2 separate regions of the Mus musculus genome follow, and region 1 is linked to region 2. The links are chromatin contacts, called in public HiChIP or PLAC-seq maps. All regions are on one chromosome and are shown on one strand. Each heading gives the region's core, a stretch centred on a gene start, on an enhancer-like site or on the middle of the called end of the contact. The rest is flanking DNA. Distances are from core to core; before and after follow the strand shown. Region 1 holds the start of Mta1 (metastasis associated 1). Region 2 overlaps Gpr132 (G protein-coupled receptor 132).

Region 1 (4,826 bases), core at 768-3,267, 250 kb after region 2:
CTGGACAAGACCTGAGCTGGGTGGGCAGTCTACCTTCTCTAGCCTGTACAGGGGGAGGCAGTGAGTTGAGCTGCCTTCTGAGGCACACGGCACTCTATTCTGAGGGAGCGTGTTCCGTTCTGGAGAGCATTGGCTTGCTTGGAATTCAGAAGCCCCCTTTAGAAGTCAGCCGTGACCACCTGTGCTTTGGTTGCCATCTTTCCCCAAGGAAGAAGAGGACTGAGGCCTGCAACTGGGGCTGGAGGGCTACCTCTGGGGCGGAGGCAAACTGAGGTGCTACAGACTATGTCAAGTCTATGCCCTCTGCCCTGACCACTGCCTAGATGTTATTTGGTTAGCTTTTTGTTTTGAGACTGGGTCTATGCAGCTCTGGTTGTCCTGGAATTCACTATGTAGACCAGAGTGATGTTTCTTCTCATTGCTCAGGGAGGTGGCCTAGGCCTTGAGACCCTTCCATGGGTCCAAGCGTCATGCAGATTTCTTGCCTAGTTATGTACAGTGCATTAGCCCTGAGCCCCCCCCCCCCACGCCTAACCCTCACCGTGGCCCACAATGCTTTCCTGAGCGCCATTTACTCCACTCCACAGAATGCACCTCAAAGAGGACGCCGACTTGGCGGCCATAGACTTCCACCGACAAAGTAACCCGCCGTGCTCAGACTCAACCAGAACTCCCAGTCAGCTCCTTTTCACTGCCCCAACTGTGGCAGGGACAGGAGTCCCATCAGGGACACAACCTTTTGTCCTCTGGCCTTGGGGTAATGTCTAAGAACTCCCTCTTCACAGACCTTAGATAAGCAAAGGCAAGCCCTTAGTCACAGATGCCACAAAGAGGCACCTTCCTCAGCACCGCAATGCCCCACGGCTTATGTGGTCTTGGCTTCAGCTTGGGCTTGTGGGAGGGAATCCAAGCGAGCAGGGAGGTACACGGAGGGAGGCCTGGCACTTCAGGAACAAGCATGACCGCCTTGTTCAAGGATAGTCATGATGTTCCTGGGTGACTGAAGAGGTTGGACAATGGGGGACACACTGAGGACCCCTACAAGAATTGGAAAGGATCCCTACACAGGGGTGCAGGGAAGGGCTCACATAGAAGGACCCAAGGCAACCTTGTGAGAAACTCCCAAGGAGCCAGTCCTAGGAGGGCTCACCTTGTCAGGTATGTGAGAGGTCTCTGGAGGTGACCTGGGGTTGCTGAAGACTAGGTGAGCATGGAGCTTGGCGGGGGTGGGGGGAGGGCAGGGAAAGGGTCACCAATGGGTGCTGAGGGCCAGGAGGGAATGGGCCTGGAGAGTGCTGGAGAGTGCCACTGGAGGATGCCCGAGTCATTTGGGAGGGGTCGTGGAGAGCCTCCCAGGTAAGCTGAAAGACCATGTAAGAGGGCCATCCAGGGATGTCGAGGACCACTGAGGGTTAAAGAAGGGCCACCCAGTGGGTGCCGAGGTCCAGGCGGGCGTGGGCCTGGAGAGTGCCACTGGAGGATGCCAAGTATCATTCCGGAGGGGTCGCAGGAGGGCCATCAATGATGTGGAGGGCCAGCCACTCTAGGCGGGTTGCAGGAGTGCGTCCCAGGGACGCAGGGTGTGGGCCTGCCGAGGAGGACCACCTGGGGATGCCAAGGGCCACTCCAGCAGTGGCTTCGAAGGACCTCCAAGGGATGAGCAGCTGACCCAGGGATGCCGAGGACCACTTTGGAGAGGATGCAGGAGGGCCACTCGGGATGCCAGGGCCACGAAAGCGTGGGGCTCCGGATGGCCACCCGGGGATGCTGAGAGCCAGGCAGGAGGGGTCGTGGGAGGGCGATCCGGGGATGCCGAGGACCAGGCGAGCTAAGGGCTCAGAAGGGCCACTCGGCCAGGGGCACGCGGGCCGGCGCGGCGCGGGGTCGGGTAACGGCCCGCGCGGTGGGCGGCGGCGCCCGAGGCCCCTCCCCGCCGCCCGCGGCCGCTCCTCCTCTTCCTCTCCCGCCCGCGCCGCGGCCCTCCCGTCCCTGCGCGGCCTCGGCGGCCTCGGAGGCGGCGGCGGCGGCGGCGGCGGAGCAGCGCGGTCCCTTTAAACCGCCCGCCGGCGCCCCCGCGCCCGCCCCCGCCCCGGCCCGCGCCCGGCCCGCCGCCCGCGCTCGCGCCCCGCGCCCCGCGGCCCCGCCGCCGGCCCGGACATGGCCGCCAACATGTACAGGGTCGGAGGTAAGGCCCCGCCACGGCCTTTATGCGCCGCGGGCCCACCGCCCGCGCCTCCCGGCCCCGCCGCGGCCTCCGCGCCTCCCCCACGCCGCCCTCGCGCGCGGCCCGCGCCCCTCCCCCCCGTCCCGCCCCCGTCGCGCTCGCGCCCCGCCCGCGAGGCTCGGTTCTGGTCTCCGGTGCTCGTCCCGGCCCAAAATGGCCCCTGGGCTGCCGGTGCCGGGGCGCGCGCGCGCGGGGCGCCGAGCGGCGCTGGGAGGGGGCTATGCCCACCTGTTGGGGACCGGGGGTGGCCCGCGGGACGCAGGCGGAGTAGCGGCGAGTGGCCAGGGTGGCCAGGGCATCCCGGGGGCCGGCGGGCCCGGCGGCGGGAGGCCTGGGCCTGGGTCCGGGCCGGAGCCCCTGAGCAGGAGCACGTGCCTCTGGAGCTCTGGCTGCGGTCCCGCGAGCAGGAGTTTCGGGGTCTGGGGGGCAAGCGGTCTCCTCAGGGGGCCGTGCAGGGCCCGCTAGGTGTGCAGGCACCGTGAGTCCTGTTGCAGGGGCCACGAGCCCGTCCCAGCCGAGGGCTTTCCTTAGCAGGGATTCCTGGGGGGGAGGGTTGGCTACAGCAGGGGGCCTACATCCCAAGTGCAGGTCTGAATCACCCCAAACTTTTCTCTGCCTTACTGCTCACCCCTGCCTAGCAAGGAGGCACTTTCCTGGCCTTTGGAAGGCCAGAGGTCCCTACTGACCTGGGGCCATGAGAGCCTGTCTGCCCGGGCTGGTCCCCCAGTTGTTGGGCCCTGGGAAGAAGCCCTTTGCCCAGTTTGTGTATGTGTGTGTGTGACCAGGATACTCCGGAATGGCCTTGCACACATCCAGGCCATGCTGACCCTTATAGTTATCCCATAGCCTTCTTCTGCTCTCTCTCTGGACTTGGAGACCCTCCTGGTCACAGCCTAAATGTGGATGAGTCTGCTGCTGTCCCCCACTAGCAAACTTGGGCTTTGCTGTGAGAGTGTGCTTGAGTGCAAGACCACCCCGAAACACCCATCAACCACTCCTACGGAAGACCCCGACCCCTGAGTGCCTAGGTCATTTCCTTCCATCTCACACCAGCGGGACCCAGCCAGCTCAGTTCTGTGGCTTGGGGCACAGGGGTGCAGCTATCTCCACACGGATGGCTCATCCTCCCACAGCAGGCCTCCCACAGCAGGGGCCTCTCAGGGAATCCCTGATCTCACACCTTTGCTCTCTGCCAGGACCTGCCACAGGTCATACAGCCTGGGGTCATATGAGGAGGGGCTGGTCTGTGAGGATTCAGCCTTGCCAGCCCCAGAGGGAGTGGGCCAGGTCACTGGATGCTATAGGCTTACTGGCCTGCTTTCCAGGGCAGAGGCTAGCTCCTGGCTCCCCAGGGGGCCCCCTTCCAGGTGTTGCCCCTTATTCTGCCCAGTGAACCATTTTTGCAAGGATCCCCCTTCCTGTTCACCATGGTTCCTGCTGATATGGCTGCTGCTTCCTCGGGTTCTACCTCTAGTTCCCTCATTTCAGAGGTTCTCCTTTGCCCGTGAAAGGCTCCCATTATCCTGGTCCCTGACCCTGCTCTCTATCTGGACTTGGAGCCCCTCCTCCTGGTCACAGACTAAATGTGGATGAATCTCTTCCCCCACTAGCAAAACTGGGCTCTGCTGAGAGTGTGCTGGAGTGGAAGACCACCCTGAAACACCCATCACCACTCCTGTATGACCCTGACCCCTGGGCCACCTCCACCCCCCACCCCTCCTGGTTCTCATGGTTTCTGGCCCATGATGGCATGTCATATGCTGAAGAAATGAATAAATAGCATGAATAAATAGCAAAAGAGTGAAGGTCTGGGCTCCTGCATCTGACTCAGGCAGTGGGAGGTGGTGAGAGCGTGGAAGGTGGTCTGCAGGGCACTGAGGTCTCAGCCCGTTTCCAAGAGTCCCACAGCTGCCTGCCTGGCGGAGGGGCTATAGCCAAGGCCCTAGCAATCTGGTGAGGTCCTAGACTGGCTCATCTGTACCTGTTTCCCCACGGCGTGGCTAGAGATCCATCCCTGTTTTCATCCTGTGTCCTATATCTGCTCCTCCAGGACATAGCTGGTATCCTGGAGTGTCTGAGGCCCCATGAGGATAGGTGGCTGGACCCTGAGCCTGTGTGTCAAGCAAGTATGTATGACTAAGGAGTAGGGATAGGTCTGTGTTCCTATGTATATGTTGGCTGCCAAGCGTGGTCTGGGGTACCATCTGTATTGCCTGTAGTGCTTTGCAGGGTAGTGGTCCCCAGAGGGTATCCATGGCAGGTGAAGGGTCAGCCCCTAAAGGACTTTTTGGATAGGGAACTCTAGTGCCATCCTGGGAGCCCCAGCACGGCCTTGCAATGGTGCTCTGGGTGGTGGCTGTTGGCTTCCTGCCCCAGTCACTGCTTGCCAGATTCTCAGGCCCCCAGATGAGAGAGGACACACTGTGGCTCCCTGAGCAGGCCTTGGTTCAGTCTGTTGTCTGGGCTCTGGCCCCCTGGGAAATGTGTTCTGAATAGTGGCTGGTGGAGACCTAGGTTGGGGTATCTCTGCCCCCACCCCACCCCCTTCTTGGCACACGTGTCAGGTTTAAGTTTCAGGAAAACTGCCTTGCCCCAGTGTCCC
Region 2 (4,363 bases), core at 1,154-3,653:
ACAGGTTTAAGGAGTGGACAGAGCATTGTGCACCTCTATTTTTCTAAATCAGTGAAGCTAGTTCTGCTAGCAATAAAACCTATTTTGCCAATTTCAGGGCTTCTGTGACCTTTTACATTCTGTCAGGATCTTTCAGTTTGTTTGTAAGATTACTATTTACTTAATGTATATAAATACATTGTAGCTGTCTTCAGACACACCAGATGGTTGGAGCCACCGTGTGGTTGCTGGGAATTGAACTCAGGACCTTTGGAAGAGCAGTCAGTGCTCTTAACCGCTGAGCCATCTCTCCAGCCCAAGCATCCATTTTCTAACCTCACCTGCCTGTCTGGTGGTTCACTCCCAGGAACCTTCAGAGTCAGGCCTACTCTTGGCTCCACCCTCCTGTCTGTCTCCGGCCTCCTGGACTGCTGATTTATGTTGCTTTCCTGATAACTCATAAGAGTGGGGATTCCCAGTTGGGCATTTAGCTCAACGGTAAAAAAAAATAAAAAAAATGCCTGTGTTCAGTCACACACACACACACACACACACACACACACACACACACACACACACTTGCTCAACTTGATTGTGGCCACAAGGTGGCCACATATCTACTGGGAAATCCCTGTGGTGGAGTACGGGTAGTCACAGGTCAGTGGCCACGGTGCCACCAGTGGAAACACTTTCTGGAATCTTTTGTCTTCCTTAGTCATTCCAGAATATGTGCTTCTGTTATAAGTAAAATAAACTCGGTTGGCGTTTCCTGTGTCTAGCCCTTCTCCACTATGTGTTCTTTTTCCTGACCTTGGGTTTATGGTGAGACGGGTACCCCCACAGGGTAGAAGCCATTCGGGATTCCTCTGAACCTCCTGGTCACCTGCCTTCCCCACAGAGACTGTCAGGCTAGCCCCACACCGTCCACACAGGATTCCAATGATTTGATGCGGTGCTGGCCCAGGGGTGATGTCAGAGCCCTAAGGCTGAAAGGAGGAGAGGGGCTAAGACATAGAAGCTCCTAGAGAGGGCAGGTGGAGGACCCATTCCATCGAGGGGGGGGCACAGATTCCTGCTTCAGAGAAAACAGGACATCCATCTCTCAGCCTGGGTTGAACTTGGCAGAGGGGTATGGATGGGAGATTGTTTGGCTTTGCTGTGCCAAGGGCAGTAGAAAGCCGTAAGAACCTTCAGCCGCTCCACCTTCCTGCCCTTCACCACAGCCACATTACACTTAGAGTCTCCATGTTCCCGGGGGTCACCTTCCTGTCCTAGGTTTGGCCTTCCAAGTGGAAAGATGTCTACCTACAGAGGTAAAAATTAAAAAAACAAAAAACCCTCTTATTTTAAAAAGGAAGTAGAGAGGCTGTGACGATGGGGCAGTTCTTAGAGTGTTTGCTGAGCAAGTGAGGATCAGAGTTTGGATCCCCAGCACCATACACAAGCGGAGGCGCGGGGCTGGACATGGTGTTGTGTGCATTTAATCCCAGCCATCGGGAGGCACAGGCGGGGGCATCTCTGTGAGTTCCAGGCCAGCCTGGTCTACAGCAGCCATCTTGGTCTACAGAGGACAGTCAGGACTACAGAGAGAAACTTGTCTCCTAAAAGCAGAACAAAACAAAGCGAGGCACAAGGGCAAGCAAGCATGGCCGCCTGCCTGTACCGCCCCACTGCATGCAAGGCAGAGACAGAGATCACTGGAGCAAGCCGGCTAACTGGTTCAGCCAAATTGGTGAGCTCTGGTTTCAGTGTGAGACCCTGACTCACACTTAAAGAAGATATCAAGGAAGATGTCAGGGGTCAACCTTTGGCCTTAGTGCATGGGACTGTGTGTGCTCGAGCCACACACACACACACACACACACACACACACACACACACACACACACGGCTCTGCCAACACAGCCACACAAACAAACAAACAAACAAACAAGCAAACATCACTGAAGAGGAAGTCCGAGGCTGGTGATGCATCCTTTTAATTCCACCCCAAGAGATGGGGACAACAGACAGAATCAGGAGAAAACAGGTCTTCCTATGTTACTTAGTGAGTTTAAGATCAGTCTGAGGTGCGAGAAACCTCGTCTCAAAAAACAATCAAAAATGCCCTGTAGCAAGGAAAGGAAGTCTGTGTTCTTATTCTCCGTACTTCTTCCAAGGTAGAGCTGAAGTTAACTCTGAGGTCACAGTCTCAGTGCAGCATCCGTGATGTGTGTGCTTCAGGAGGATCAGCTCCGAGGCCCACCAAGCTCAGGGTCCTTGGCCCTTGCACTCCAAGTGCATCAGGAGCCTCTGGGATGGGGTGGGGTCGGGGGGGGGGGAGGGGGCGGCGTCAGTCCCAGCAGCGAGTGACCCAGTGAGGTAGCACAGGAATGACTCAGCAAGACAAGGCTCTTGGAGCAGAGCCGGGATTTGACTCAGAGTCAACATTGGAGAAAACGGGGCAAAGTGGGGCTTGCTCCTGGCTTGCCCTTTCAAGAGCCCCAGCCTACCTCCTCTGTGATGTCAAAGCCAGAAGTTGCAAGGCAAAGAAAGACATGCCAGATGTCAGATAACTCCTTATCTGGTAGCAGCTATACCAACCTATTCCTGGGGTGTCCACTAGCACTTCCTAATGTAAATGGTTGAGGGGTCCCAGGGGAGGATATCCTGGGCTACTAGGAGCTGGATCAATTGGCCACCGTGCTCCATGGCTCCTCCAGAAGACAATTATGTCCACTCAGAACCAACCCCCAGTGGGAGCCCGCAGGGTTGGACTCCTATCTCCATGGTGGTAACTCTGAACACAGTTCACTTCCATCTCAGTGGAAAGCCCCAAGATGAACTAACTGTGTTAGCCACTGGACAATGGGGGAATAAAGTGTCCTACCAGGTGCTCAGCTGATGGCCGCTGGGAGCCCCGCAGAGCACACTGCTGATAAAGAGCTCTCCTAAGAGCCACAGGCTCCTTAGCAAGCCCCGCTTTCCATAGAGGGGAGCCTGAGGACGTCTAAGGAACAGATACTTTCAGAGTTGGTGGCCTTAGGAAGGAAAGATCAGCAGCGTGTGCCCGAACAAAGGCATCTATAGTGCTGTGGACACCCCAGACGGTGACTCAGAGGACCAGGTATGTGTGACTGGTGCTAGTTTTGAGGAAGAGTGGACTTAGCAGAGCTCCTCAGGCAGTCTCTCTGGCGAGCACAGTAAACCTAGCTTCGCTGGCTGTGATCCTGGAGGGTGCGCGGGATTGGGGAAGGTGTATGTGTTTGAAAGCTCTGTGGGCAAGTGTGTCTCCTCAGAGTCCTTTGAGCATGTAACATATGTCTTTGTGGACCACTTTTTCCACCCTGTGTGGATTCTGGACACTTCTTGCCGAGAGTGGTCTGTACCCAGCACGTAGATGATGGGGTCAGCCACACTGTTGACTGTAGACAGGCACAGAAACACCATAGAGACTGTGTACAGTCTGCTTTCAAAGGCACACACGGCATCCATGTCTCCTTGGTAGAAGGAAAAGCTGGCAGCTTTGACGAGGAGTACCACGTGGTAGGGAGCAAAGCAGACCAGGAAGATGGTGACGACCGCGATGGCGGAGCGCTTCACCTTGTTCTTCTGCGCAGCGCTCAGGCTGTCACTGAGTTTGATGCTCCGGAAGATCTGGTGATTGGTGAACGCCAGGATGCCGAGAGGGATGGCAAAGCCAAAGGTGAAACGCAGGTAGTGGTAGCCGGCTATCTTGCTGTTCATCCTCAGGGGCTCAAAGCAGAAACTCTTCTCCACCTTCATGTCAAACACTGGATAGTTAACAAGTCCAACAAGAAGAATCACACACGCAGAAATGGTGACAGCAGTCCTCTGGTGGCGGTGGCCTCGGCTCTCCAGTGCATAGACCACGGCCATGTAGCGGTCGCAGGAAATGCAGCAGAGCAAGAGGATGCTGATGTAGATGTTGCAGAAGAAGATGTAAGCAGTCACCTTGCAGGCCTGCGGACCCAGGTTCCATTTGTGCTGATTCTGGATGTAGATGATCCACAATGGCACCGTGCTGATGTAGAGCAGCTCACAGAGGGACAGGCAGAACAGGTAGACGGCTAGCACGTTCCTCTGCAGGACTTGCAGCAGCGTCAGCCAGGCAGTCAGGCAGTTGGCTGGTAGGCCCAGCAGGCACACGGCACTGTACACCACCACCAGGACCACTCTGCTCTCCTCGTAGGAGACGTGGCAGGTCTCAGAAGAAGGTACTGAGGTGCTCTGAAGAACGGAGGTAACCCCCAGTGTGGTGTTTCCTGTGGGGCAGAAATGACACAGCAGTAGGAGTTACGGAACTACTCCCACTCAGGGAGATTTATAATACCAAGAAAGAGTAAGAAGCTCGATGGGGGTGGGGTCGGGGAGATGACTCATC

What was found. HiChIP or PLAC-seq counts read pairs in DNA pulled down with a chosen protein or histone mark.
Region 1: an HNF4G HiChIP or PLAC-seq map of pancreatic cancer cells shows a contact between it and region 2. The contact joins the promoter of Mta1 here to the enhancer-like site in region 2. A contact is called at or near these places in 2 of 484 Hi-C or Micro-C datasets (B cells and bone marrow-derived macrophages), 6 of 115 datasets of contacts at active chromatin or transcription factors (the SCID.adh cell line, effector CD8 T cells, memory CD8 T cells and 3 more) and 1 of 9 other capture datasets (adipose tissue).

Annotation. Positions count from the first base shown.
Region 1 is chr12:113,096,261-113,101,086 of GRCm38.p6, forward strand. It overlaps Mta1 (metastasis associated 1), which reads left to right and starts at 2,018. Exons shown (of 21, transcript NM_001364622.1): 1 at 2,018-2,185. The coding sequence starts at 2,158.
Region 2 is chr12:112,848,933-112,853,295 of GRCm38.p6, forward strand. It overlaps Gpr132 (G protein-coupled receptor 132), which reads right to left. Exons shown (of 3, transcript NM_019925.4): 3 at 1,944-4,244. The coding sequence ends at 3,124. Among named protein-coding and RNA genes, the nearest start is that of Gm30461, 9.0 kb to the right of the region's middle. Within about 2 kb of position 2,404, at least 47 of the 459 cell types and tissues checked have an H3K27ac peak or open chromatin away from gene starts, as enhancers often do. A contact at or near this core is called in pancreatic cancer cells, where this site is marked.